Regions from separate parts of the Gossypium hirsutum genome. Here region 1 is linked to region 2. A link is a contact called in public Hi-C data. All regions are on one chromosome and are shown on one strand. Each heading gives the region's core, a stretch centred on a gene start, on an enhancer-like site or on the middle of the called end of the contact. The rest is flanking DNA. Distances are from core to core; before and after follow the strand shown.

The links. A called contact is a pair of places that touch in the nucleus more often than the background predicts.
Region 1: a Hi-C map of fibers shows a contact between it and region 2, with 2.0 times the contacts expected there. The contact joins the enhancer-like site here to the promoter of LOC107953215 in region 2. A contact is called at or near these places in 13 of 34 Hi-C or Micro-C datasets (callus, fibers, hypocotyl and 2 more).

What each region holds. Positions count from the first base shown.
Region 1 is chrD07:17,744,828-17,751,551 of Gossypium_hirsutum_v2.1, forward strand. It overlaps LOC107956691 (a long non-coding RNA gene), which reads right to left. Exons shown (of 2, transcript XR_001700203.2): 1 at 6,594-6,724; 2 at 6,011-6,307. Among protein-coding and RNA genes, the nearest start is that of LOC107956691, 3.6 kb to the right of the region's middle. Within about 2 kb of position 4,129, at least 1 of the 9 cell types and tissues checked has an H3K27ac peak or open chromatin away from gene starts, as enhancers often do. A contact at or near this core is called in fibers, where this site is marked.
Region 2 is chrD07:17,630,947-17,637,372 of Gossypium_hirsutum_v2.1, forward strand. It overlaps LOC107953215 (elongation factor 1-alpha), which reads left to right and starts at 4,071. Exons shown (of 3, transcript XM_016888454.2): 1 at 4,071-4,240; 2 at 4,768-5,238; 3 at 5,315-6,426. The coding sequence starts at 4,777. The coding sequence ends at 6,196.

The DNA.
Region 1 (6,724 bases), core at 2,879-5,378, 110 kb after region 2:
AAAAAGAAAATCGAAGGAGAATCACCTTTCGAAAACCCCTTTCTTTTTGATTTCTGAGTATTTTTTACAATAAGTGTGCTCCCTCTTTTTTTGCCTTTTTTTTGTATTTCAATCTGTCCATTTACAGCATTTAAATGGCCTTTTTATGGCTTGCCTTACAAAATGAAAATGAAAAGAAAAAAATAAAAGAAAAATGCTCACTCCCAAATCCCCTCTGTTGCCCCTATTCTGCTATCTTTCTCTGCTTATTTTAGTGTGTATTTTACAGGTACGAGGGCAGAGGCCGACGTGGTGTGTATAGAGGCAAAACGAGCAGTGGTGGCACATGTGCGAAGGTGCGCACGCTGGCAGAGGCTCGGCAAGTGGGGACGAAGGCCATGGCGGCGCTGGAAGCCAAATGTTGCTAGGGTATCAGTCTCGGTTCGGGCTGGGTATTGGGTTTGTAATGTTTTTGTGGTAATTGGGCCGTTTGTAAATGGATTGTTTATTGGTTTTTATTTTATTCATTTATTTATTTGGTTTACTTCACTAACAGGCCGGGCAGATTGGGTCTATTACATAAGTTTTACCTAATTTAGAATTTAATTAGTTATTTTCTATGTAAATATAATTATTATCTAATGTGTCAAGAAACAAGCGAATATATAAATTACATGAAAAATTTAACATGAGAGCTTGAATTGGTGCACGAGACAAAGATTTTAAAATTATTTTATTAAGAAATTTTATATTTTTAAACTTGTCTCTTTTTATTTTAGGGTTTTATTAATTTAAATTGTTATTATTGTTATTATTATAAAATATATAATTAGGTGATAGTAGAGGGGACGACGCATCACAGCCGACCCTTTACTTTTCTTTAGGTTTTATTTTATGTTCTTTTAGGTTAAGATTTTATTTTTATTATAATAGATATAGATTATGTAGCCTCAACCACCTTGTTTTAGTTAATAGGTTTGTTTATTATTATAGTATATACTTACGTGGGAAAGGGAAGAGGCGGACAGCCGCCTTAAAACGTTTATGTTTATTTTTATTTTTATTTTTATTTTTATTTTCTCAAGAAAATTTCTCCCTTTCATTCTTTAATTTTATAAATTAATTTTTTTATTTGCTTTTCGATATCGTGACAATCGAAATTGTACATAAAATTTTTTAAAAAGGGTATATGTTATTTCTCCGGTTAAAAAATAGATATTGTCGTCTCACAAAATTATATTGACATCAAGTAGAAAAGAACTAGTTGATTTAGTGTTGATAGACGTACATTTGGAAGTATCGAATCAATCACTTGTCATATTTTGTCTATTGAATAACACATTGGCGTGTCCAGTTAAGTAATTGATTGGATTGGTCAAGGGAAATAACAACTGAATCTAAACGATCTCGCAGTTGAGGATGTTGGTTTGAGTTGGGCCCTTCCAATTCCCAAGGCTACTAGAGAACTAAATCATGGACGCATGTTTCGTGGTTATTCATCCAATAAGGGTTAGTTGTTGAGTGTTCTCGTAATTAATTTATACACAGAAGGGTTGGTGGTCTGAGGCATCCTCGATCACTATAACTGACTTATCAATTAAAAGAGAAGATTTGTTATCAATGGTCGTTTTAAAACCGGAGCCAAAATTGAGCCTGGAGTTAGAATTTAATCACATTGGTTTATTCAATTTAATTTTGCTTCTTCTTTTTTTTATTTTTACCGTTATTTCGGTATCAATTATCTTTATTATTTTTAATTTTACCATATTTAAATTCTTCCTTCTATTTTTACACAAATCGTCACACGTCATGGGCACGACAACTGCCTAGGCGCGCAACCTGTTTAAACCGAATAACAATTTTAAATACCCCAATCCCTGTGAGATTAACGCTACTTCCTATATTGTTATTTATTTACTATTTAAATATAGAAATATTATTTTTGATGAATTCAACATCCATCACCATTAATTTATTGACTATTATAAGTTATTTTTAAATTCAATTTCTAGTTCAATTCAATTAATTCATGTAATTATAATAAAATTTTCACCACAATTTTGATAGTTATAAGTTTTTTTTTTCTCCTATTTCTATTTCTGTTCAACTTTATATTTAAAATACTAGTTTCCACATTCTAATAATGTTAGTCTAACTTGGTTATATATATATATATATATTTCATCGTTGAAGTTGTACATTTTAATTAATTAATCAATTAAATTTATAGTACGATGAATGGGTTCGAATATGAAACCAACAATATTCAACAAAAGGTAGTCACAGCTATAAGGAATTGCCACCACATGGCTAACAAACACGTTGTATCGAGCTTTATTTGATAATGTGTTTTAATATAATAAATTAAAATATTTTTGAATAAAAGTTAAAGTTGAATAAAAATTAACAAAATTGTATTTCAAATGATGTCTAAAAGATCCAATTTTGAACCTACTATTTTGAACTCTTAGAAAACTTTTTGAATCAAATTTTAATCAAGTTAAAATAATTTTAATTGAGTTAAAACTATTTTAAAACAAGTCAATATTGCTTCAGGCCAAAAAATATGACATGTATCGATAGTTTCTACAATATCGATACCTCTCCAAGAATCAATACCAAATTGAAATTTTGGTTCTCAAACATTTTAGCCAAGTATCGATACATTTCATGTTGTATCGATAAAAGTTTACTGGAATCGATATTTCTAGCTCCAACGACCACTGAATTTTGCATTAAATGCTAAAAATATCAATACTTTGTTAGCAAGTATCGATACTCGTGGTTGCAGGTGAATTAAATGCATTGGTTATTTCATCTCCAACAGCTCTATTCATTTCTGTAATAACCACAATGGTTGGAAATTAATTAAGGTGTATAAATATCATCTTTCAAAGGCCCTACAACAATAAGAGAGATTATCAAGTGTTTCTCTTCGTATTTGTGCTTCATTTGCAAACACTCTAATCTTGTAATGATTATTTCTTAGTTTGCTATTTGTATTCACTCTTTGAAAGGGTTTTGTCTTAAGGTTTGGGTAGAAACCTTAAGAGAGTTTGCAAGGTTAAACATTATCCTCAAAGGTTGTTAAATTAGCGAATTTGGAAAAATCCTTAGTTGTGGAAAGCTAAGGTAGTGGAGTAGGTAATTGGGGTCGAACCACTATATATCGTCGTGTTTATTGTCTCTATTTATTCTCTTAGCTACCACAATTTTTTTTAAAACTAATTCACCTCCTCCTTTAACAATTTCGAGTTAATTAATCCAACTAACAAAACACATCAAACATAACAAGAGCTTGGTGACCCCTTTTCAAGCAGGCCAATTCCTCATCTCACCACACCTCCTTAGAAACTCCGGAGTGAAAAATAAGATGGCCGATGACACAACAACTGTAATTGGCCAGGGGCAAAATTAAGCCATTTAATTATTTTGGATCATGTTGTTTAGTGAAAATCTTTTTTTTTTTCGTTTGCTCTCTTTGGCAGACAAATGGGGCTTCAATAATAATTTAGCTTTCAGTTTTTCTTTTTTGTATAATTTGTTTTCTGTATAGTGTACATCAACATTCTAATTATTGACGCTGAAGGTCCATGCATATACCCATAAAACCATGCTATCCTTTTTCTTGTTAAGCAATTTTAATTTCAATACTTATGTAAGATTAATCATATATTTATATATATTCAAAAAAAATTATTTTGAGTTATTAATATGAAAAATTAGAATGTAATAAAATTGAGTTGAATTCGACTAATAAAAAACTTAAGTTCGATTTGATTCAAAATTCAAATTTCGATATTTAATTTAAATTCGGTGAGATATCCATTTTTAAACATGAGTTTAACTTGAAACATCAATCCTACCACCATCCGCGTAATTACCATAACAAATATTTCTTTATTCTAAATTTTGAAAATTAAGAAATAAAATTATTACTAACTTTTCAGTTGACCTAAATTGGCTTTTAACCAGTGGGCCAAAACGTCAGAAACAACCAAGGCCATCATGGCCCAGAAGTAGGAAAAGAAAGATAAAAACAAAACCACAAGGCCGAAGCGTCGCCACTCGCGGCAACATATCAGCGGAGCAGCCACCACGTAATAGAAAAGGAAAGCGGGCGGCGCAACCGTGGTCAACCAATTCAAAAGGGCATGAATGCTAATTAGGGTAGTTTTTATTTTAAGCTATCTAAAGACTTTGTGCTGCCACATCAATATCCTCACTATACGTATACGTATGGAATTATCATTAAAGAGTAATATTCCTCACATTAAGATTTATGGTTTCTTTCTTTAATGCTAATATAAATTTTTAAAATTGATTAATCAAAACCTATTTTACCGACCCTTAGAAAATACAAGTATTGGTTCTTATAATTATAAGAGAATATGATCTTATATTATGGGATTTCAAACTCATTTTAAATATTTTCTAAACAAAACTTTCATTAAAGTAATTTGACAATAATAGTTATGATTACTTTTCATTAGTATGTACGTTATATTTATATTTCTATTTTTTACTTAAATTTTTTTATCTCAATTTGGTATTTAAAATATGCCCCTGTTATTTTTTAGTCTATTTTTTACAAATGTTAAAAAAAAATCTTATAAACAATCATGTGACGTTTTTATGTGAAAAAATATTTTTTTTATTAAATGTGTATACACATTAAAAAAATTATAAAAATAGACATAAATATATAAAAAAATTCAAAATAATATATAAAATCTAAAAACAACATATAAATTATAAAAAAAAATTATAAAAGGCCCAATAGAAATTGCTCATTTTTTCAGATCCCACTATAAATTATATCCATATATAGATTCTGATTACCAACCCATACATACTAGATCTAGTTGCACTTTACTCAAATCGAGAGAATAACAAAAAAAAATTGACTTTACTTTTTTCTTTTTTCCGAAGTAATGCTCATCAACTAGTACTATTTTGGTATGAGCTTTTAGAAGGAATTCATCAAATTGCTTTGATCTAAAATCATCCCTTTTATTTGATCGCCTTTACAGACCTACTAGATATATAGACTTTAATTTCATGCATCCGTTTGGTACCGATCCACTTGCTATAATTCATTTAACCCTATATACAAAAAACACTATAATTGAAAATAAATTAGTTGAAATTAATAATATTATTAGAAAAAAAAATTAAAAAATTTAAAAATTATAAAAAAATTAATTTTTTATAAAATTCTAAAATATATAATTCTAAAATTCTAAAAAGTTGTTTACATTTCAAACTTTTTGCAATTACTTGAAATTTAAATACCTTTTTTAATTTTATAACATTTTCTGATTTTTATATATTATTTTTACTTTTTAAAATTTATGATTATATATTTAGAATTTTATAAAAATATTTTTAAACATTTTTTTAATTTCATTATATATTATGTATGATTTTTTTTATATTTTTAACCAATATAATATATAAAATATTTAAAAAAATGACACATGGTGTATTCTAATAGTGTCACATGACTAGTCAACGACAATCAACAATGGTCAACATCCAGTCAACATTGGTCAACAATCGGTCAAATTAAAAAGTGTTTTGGTTAACCAAAGTTGATCTACCGTTGACCGACGTTAGCTAGCATTGGACGAGCATTGATCAATGTTAACCGACCACGTGACATTATTAGAAAACCTATTTAGAATTTTATAATATATATTTTAAAAATTTATAAGAATTTATATTTAAACTTTTTTTAAAAATAAATTTTTTTTAATAATTTTTACAATTTTTTTACAATTTTTTCTAATAATATTATTAATTTCAAATGATTTATTTTCAATTATCATATTTTTTGTAAATTTTTTATAATTTATATTTTTTTCTAGATTATATATATTTTTATGAATTTTATATATTTATTTCTATTTTTATATATCTAATTTGTATATACATTTAATAAAAGATATTTTTTGTTTTCTTACATAAAGACGCCATGTGGCTCTTTGTGATTGGCCATAAATTTTTTTAATGTCTGTCAGAAAATGGATTAAAAAATATAACATAGCTTTAATACTCAATTTTAGTCCGGGCCTAAATAAGCAAAGGTGCCCAGTCCATTTAAAAACTTAAATTACGTGGCCTAATTACAAATGTTACAAGCCCAAATTGTAACCCAATTACATTAGCCTAAACCCAAATCTAACCTAGCCCAATAAACCCATAACAGAATCAAAGAACCCTAGCCCCTTCGCTTTAGTGCCGCAGTAGCAAACAGCCTCTGCAGCACCGCATATGTCGCAGCATGTTGCATGTTCTCCTTCCATGCCGCGCACAATGCCCGTACCTGCAACAAAAAGAACCACGAGCAGCAAGCAAGAGAAAAAACCGAAAATATAGCAAATTGTAAAAAGATTTGGCTATAAAAAGCCAATTGATTTATGTAATGGGGGTTAGACAAATGTTGTAAAAATGTTGAAATACAAAAACAAAAGACAAAAAACAATTTTGAAGGTGATCGATTTTGTTATGTTTTTACTGTTCTTTTTCCTGTTTTTTTATTGGTTTTTCTTTTTATTTTTCCTGGTTTCTTAAAACTAATAAACAAAAAAGGTAAGGAAAAGGGGACTTACCGTTGTGCGTCGTCGAGAGTCCTCTTCGCTTTGTCGTTAATGGAACGAGATGGAACCGAAACGAAGAAGGGGAGGCGGCCACGGTGCGATTTCAAAATGGCAGAAGGGCTGACATTTTAGGGTTTCGAAAT
Region 2 (6,426 bases), core at 2,821-5,320:
ATACTAACCTAAGTCATACTTAAACATAAATAACCAAATGCTTTATTGATCAACAATTACTTGCAAATAAATAACCAAACATATTTATGTTCCCATACGCGCAGAAGTATATTTCTTCAATTTCTTATGCCAAAAACACATTTATTAACATGTATATACCTTTCAATTACATTTAACAAGTGCATAGATATATACATAAATTTGTCAACTACTTAGGCTGAATAAAAGTGCAAACTCCTTCAAATACTTGAGTCTGTACAACTCACACATTTTAGACATATTCACCGGCAACTAGTCTGCTAGGTTTTTTTTTAAAAAAAAAAACTTGATTCAATTCACCGACAATTAGCCTGCTAGACTTAAAGTCCGAATTATTTCACTGGTATTAAGCCTGCTGGACATAAAGTCTGAATTACATCACCGGCCTTAAGCCTGCTAGACTTTAAGCCTGAAAATTTCCATTTCAGATATACAAAATACTTCCTCAAATAATCATTAATAACAAACACACATATTCGTTGTAGTCCATGTTCAATCATAAAAGAGTTTATAAATCATATTTTCAACTCAATTCAAACACTTATAAATTTTATAAACACACATATATATATTACTACTTAACTAAATTCAATACAAGAACTTTAAATATATATATACACTTATTCGAAACTAACTATACATGTATATTTGTATGTATTCAATACTACCCATATATATAAACTTAACATCCATATCTTGAAATATGTTTAAGACCTATTCGAATGTATACATATATGTTTCAACTCACATTTAAACACTTATTCGAAATTACCTATGCATATGCAATATACACACCTTTAATCCATCCCAAAAGTTATACATGAATGTACATGTATATGTTCGAATCTTATGTTTACATTTATAATTCTCATATCATCAAATATTTTCAAATAAAAACATAAACATATAGATATATATTTAAGTATTCAAACAATGTATATATATTTATCTATATACCATTCGTAACTATATTTAATTCCAAAACTTATATAGGCATATATCCATATATTCGAATATGGTATACACATATATACCATTCATATTTCAAACTTATTCATTCAATGAATTTTTTATTATAACTCAACGAAAATACAATAGATATACATACATATATACTGATTTAATAACATTAAATAGCTAGTAGACTTACCTCGGACGATGAAAAATCAAAATCGGATGATTATTCGACGACTTTAGCTTTTTCCCGATCTAACTCTGATTTCTTTGGTTCTTGATCTAAATATATTCAAAATGAGCTAGTTTAAATATTATCACATTCAATTTAGTCCAAAAACACATAATTGGGCAAATTACCATTTTCCTCTGACATTTACACTTTTTGCAATTTAGTCCCTATTGCATAAAACACAAAATACTCAAAATTTTCCCACACTATGCGAGGGACGAATGTTCATAGACTTCATACAAGTCCACACATTTCTTTTAGTTCACATTTTAGTCCCTCAAAAATTTATTTTCACAATTTAGCCCTATTTACTTAATTTCACCAAAAATTCAAAGCCAAAACATGTTAATCTAACACCTATGTTTCATATTTCATCAACTAACATCACAAATCACAAATTATCATCAATGGAAAAACACAAACTAATCAACAATTACAAAAATTCAAGCAAGGGTCTTGTAGTACACAAAACAACGATCTCAAAAATATAAAAATTATTAAAAACCGAAACCAAAACATAGCTTAATCTACAATAGAAATGCCGAAACCCTAGGAAGCCATAGATGAGTTCTCCAAGCTTAATATTCGGCCAAGATGAAGAATGTTTTCATGTTTTCTTTACTTATTTTAATTATATGATATAATTTACTAATTTACTAAATTAATCTTATTATAATAAATATATATAACATATATTAAGGACAATGTTGTCATATGCCACCCACTAACTATTTCTTGGTCTAACTGAATCTTTAGACCTCCCACTTAAAAAGACAACAACAAATAGGTGCTTTTAAAATTTAACCTCTAAATTTTTATTTTATGTGATTAAGCCTTTTTTTCGAATTGAGCCTTCAAACGATCAAATTTTCACACGAAATTTTCACACATATAACTTAACATGCGATAGACACTAAAAATAATATTAAAATATTTTTTTGACTAGGATTCGTGGTCCCAAAACCACTATGTTCGATTAGGGTCAAAATTGGGCTGTTACACATGAATACATTTTCCCTCAATCAAATACCTCAGCATGGACAATTTCAAAAAAAGGAGACATTTTTCATCCAAATAAATTTGCATGACTGTTACAAAGCTTGGATGTTTCAGTTATTCAAATTGGACATTTTATTACATTCAATTGCATGTTTTATGACCATTTGAGTCATCTTTTTACATTTTAGACACCTATAAATAGGCATCACTTGTAAGCTTTATGGAGACAAGATCAATATACAAATTGTGAGTTTATTCTCTTTTGTCTCTTTGAGAGAGTTTGTTCTGAACTTATCAAGATTTCAATCTTGTGGCGTTTATCCTTTTTTTGATATTATCACTCCCCTTTCCCATCCCTTTTTGTGAGTGTGGCGATCATTATACTGCTGGTTCCTATCTCTTTATAGATAGTGGGTCACAATCATCTGCTTTCAACTTCCATTTCTGCTCAAACTTTGTAGAAAACGGGTTACGTTCTTCCATAATGTTGATTCTTTTTTGGGTTTGTGTCGGGTTGAAGTTTTATCATTTCATCCATTATCTTGTTTAACTTATTCTTACTTTGTTATTTTGTTTTCAAGTTACCTGTTAGAATGATTGAATAACCAATTGTACTTGTGATCATCAAATGATTACGAGCATGCATCATCCCCTTTATTCCCAAAATTCTAATATTGGTAACCCCATAATTTGGGGCACCAAAACTATTCTCCTCCTTCAGCCAAACACTCTTTGGCGCCATCGCTTGCCTAGTCGGAGCTTGAAGGGAGATGTCCAACCCTAACTTAAAATCTTACTTTTCTTGGAGAATCCTAACAAGACAAAAACTTTCCCCATGACCAAGTTTTCCACAAAGAAAGTAAAAAACCACTCGCCTACTTGCATTATTCCTTTATACCCCAATGAAACAACTTTCACATCATACTCAAGGAACACCCCAATAAAATTACCTAGTTGCTTTGCCACCATCTCGGGCATGAACCCATGCGGTAGATCATGGAATAGAACCCAAAAATCTACAGTAAACAGTGGCATAACCATTGGTTCGTCCCCATCTTTTAACTGGTGCATAACGAGAAGATGAGAATTGAAATTCCATGGTCCTCCAGCCTTAATTCTGTTTACATCCACCGTATGATATAATCAAAAAATATACCTTCTTTCATTCTGATCAGAAATCGAAATACCCTCAATCGAATGCTAAACGTTTGCCAAAGTTGCTTGCATTGACTGAAAATTAACTAGACTCGACGTTAGAAAAGAGCCCACAAAACAATTATCAAAAGAGACCATTGAATCTGGTTTCTTTGTACCCAACTACAACACCTCATCCTCCTCATCCCATGGGATAGATTGGCAATATTCTCTTCCACATCTGTCATCCTTTAACAATGGTGGAAATAGAGAGCAATGAAACTAGAAAATAGAGAAAAGGAAAAACGTGCTATAAAGCAAAGACAAGAATGCTACAAAGCAGAGAATAAATTTACTTCATAGTTGATAAATATTTTATATTTGAAATGCTTATATTATTTAAACTATTAAAATTTATAGATAATTAATATCTTATTATAAAATATTTTAATTATTTTATATTACATGAAATAAATAAAATTAATTGTATAATTGTATATTTTTTAAATAATAATTACTCTAATTAAGTGAAATATTTAATTAATTAAAATGAAATAATTAAATGGGTAAATAGTGACATAAAAAAGTTAATTAATAAATTTAAGTAAAATACAAATGACAGCGTTTCGCCAGTAGTTTCGATAGTGTCCAGAGAGTTCCCAGAGAACCCCCGGCTTTAACTGTAGTCAATCAAACGAAATACAAGGGCAATTTCGTAAAACTGCCTTAATTGGATCTCCTTGTGTAACCCTAACCCTAGCTCTTGTTGCTTTTTCTCAATATATATAGTAGGCAGAGCCCTTACCGGTTACCCCAATTCTTCATTTTCATTTTATTGTTCCTTCCTTCGCCGTCTACTGCTCTTGTGACCTCGATTTCAAGGCGAGTAGTCTCATCTCATTATCCTTTCTTTTCTTCTATTATTTTTATCTAAGACGATGATTTGAAGCTTTGTATATATATATGGATTCATCTTGTGTTGAGATTTATGATTTGTTGTTGATTTTAATCTGTATTTTTGAGGTTCGATTTTTTTTCTCTTTCAATGTTGATTTCGCGATAGATCTTGTTTTTATTGGATCGAATCTAAGATAATAAGGTGATCTGAAATTATTTTGGTGTATATTTTTGTTTACTTTGCTTTTTCGGAATGATACTGTTTGCCTTGGGTAAACAACTTGTCTTCTCATTTTCTCTTTTTATTATTGTTCAACATAAGCTTAGTTGAGACCATGTCTTTCTTCATCTCTGAGTTATGAATTTTAATCAGCCTAGCTCTGAGTTTAGAGATTTTCTTTCTAGCAGCTTTTGAAAACACATTTATGATCCATGTGAAATTTCATATGTACGTTTTTTTAATATTTTGATTTTAACTGTTCCCCTCTTTTTGTTCTTGTGGTTTTGTACAGTGAAACAGAATGGGTAAGGAAAAGACTCACATTAACATTGTGGTCATTGGCCATGTCGATTCCGGAAAATCGACCACCACTGGCCACCTGATCTACAAGCTTGGTGGTATTGACAAGCGTGTGATTGAAAGGTTTGAGAAAGAAGCTGCTGAGATGAACAAGAGGTCATTCAAGTATGCTTGGGTGCTTGACAAGCTCAAGGCTGAACGTGAGCGTGGTATCACCATTGATATTGCCTTGTGGAAATTTGAGACCACCAAATACTACTGCACTGTGATTGATGCGCCTGGACACCGTGACTTTATCAAGAACATGATTACTGGTACCTCGCAGGCTGACTGTGCTGTTTTGATTATTGATTCCACCACTGGTGGTTTTGAGGCTGGTATCTCCAAGGATGGTCAGACTCGTGAGCATGCTTTGCTTGCTTTTACCCTTGGTGTCAAGCAAATGATTTGCTGTTGCAACAAGGTAAAAATCATTATCTGTTTACATTTGTGTTATTGGGAGACTTTGATGCTAATTTTTGTTTGTTTTTTCTGTATAGATGGATGCCACTACCCCTAAATACTCGAAGGCTAGGTATGATGAAATCGTGAAGGAAGTCTCTTCCTACTTGAAGAAGGTTGGATACAACCCTGACAAGATTCCATTTGTTCCCATTTCTGGTTTTGAGGGTGATAACATGATTGAGAGGTCTACCAACTTGGACTGGTACAAGGGCCCTACACTTCTTGAGGCTCTTGACCAGATCAATGAGCCCAAGAGGCCTTCAGACAAGCCTCTCCGTCTACCACTTCAGGATGTGTACAAGATTGGTGGTATTGGAACTGTCCCGGTTGGTCGTGTTGAAACTGGTGTCTTGAAGCCTGGTATGGTTGTGACCTTTGGTCCTACCGGTCTGACCACTGAAGTTAAGTCTGTTGAGATGCACCATGAAGCTCTTACAGAGGCACTTCCTGGTGATAATGTTGGGTTCAATGTTAAGAATGTTGCTGTTAAGGATCTCAAGCGTGGTTATGTTGCATCCAACTCCAAGGATGATCCTGCTAAGGAGGCTGCAAACTTCACTTCTCAGGTCATCATCATGAACCATCCTGGACAAATTGGAAACGGATATGCCCCAGTCCTCGACTGCCACACCTCACACATTGCTGTTAAGTTTGCTGAACTTTTGACCAAGATTGACAGGCGATCTGGTAAGGAGCTTGAGAAGGAACCCAAGTTCTTGAAGAATGGTGATGCTGGTATGATTAAGATGATTCCCACCAAGCCCATGGTTGTGGAGACCTTTTCTGAGTACCCACCCTTGGGCCGTTTTGCTGTGAGGGACATGCGTCAGACCGTGGCAGTTGGTGTTATAAAGAATGTTGAGAAGAAGGACCCATCCGGTGCCAAGGTCACCAAGTCTGCTGCTAAGAAGAAGTGAACCGTGCTGGTTAAATCTAATGAAGTTTCCGCAGATGGAGTATTTTATTATCATAATAATAGTTTGATAGACTTTATCATTTATGATATAGTTGGTCTTTTGCTTGGTTTTGCATGTTATAGTGTGTTGCCATTGTTGTCTGGTAACTGTTCTCAGTATTGGGTGCTTGACAGACGGTGGCATATCTATGGGTGGTCTCTAGCGTTACCTGGTTTTGTTTAATTTACTAC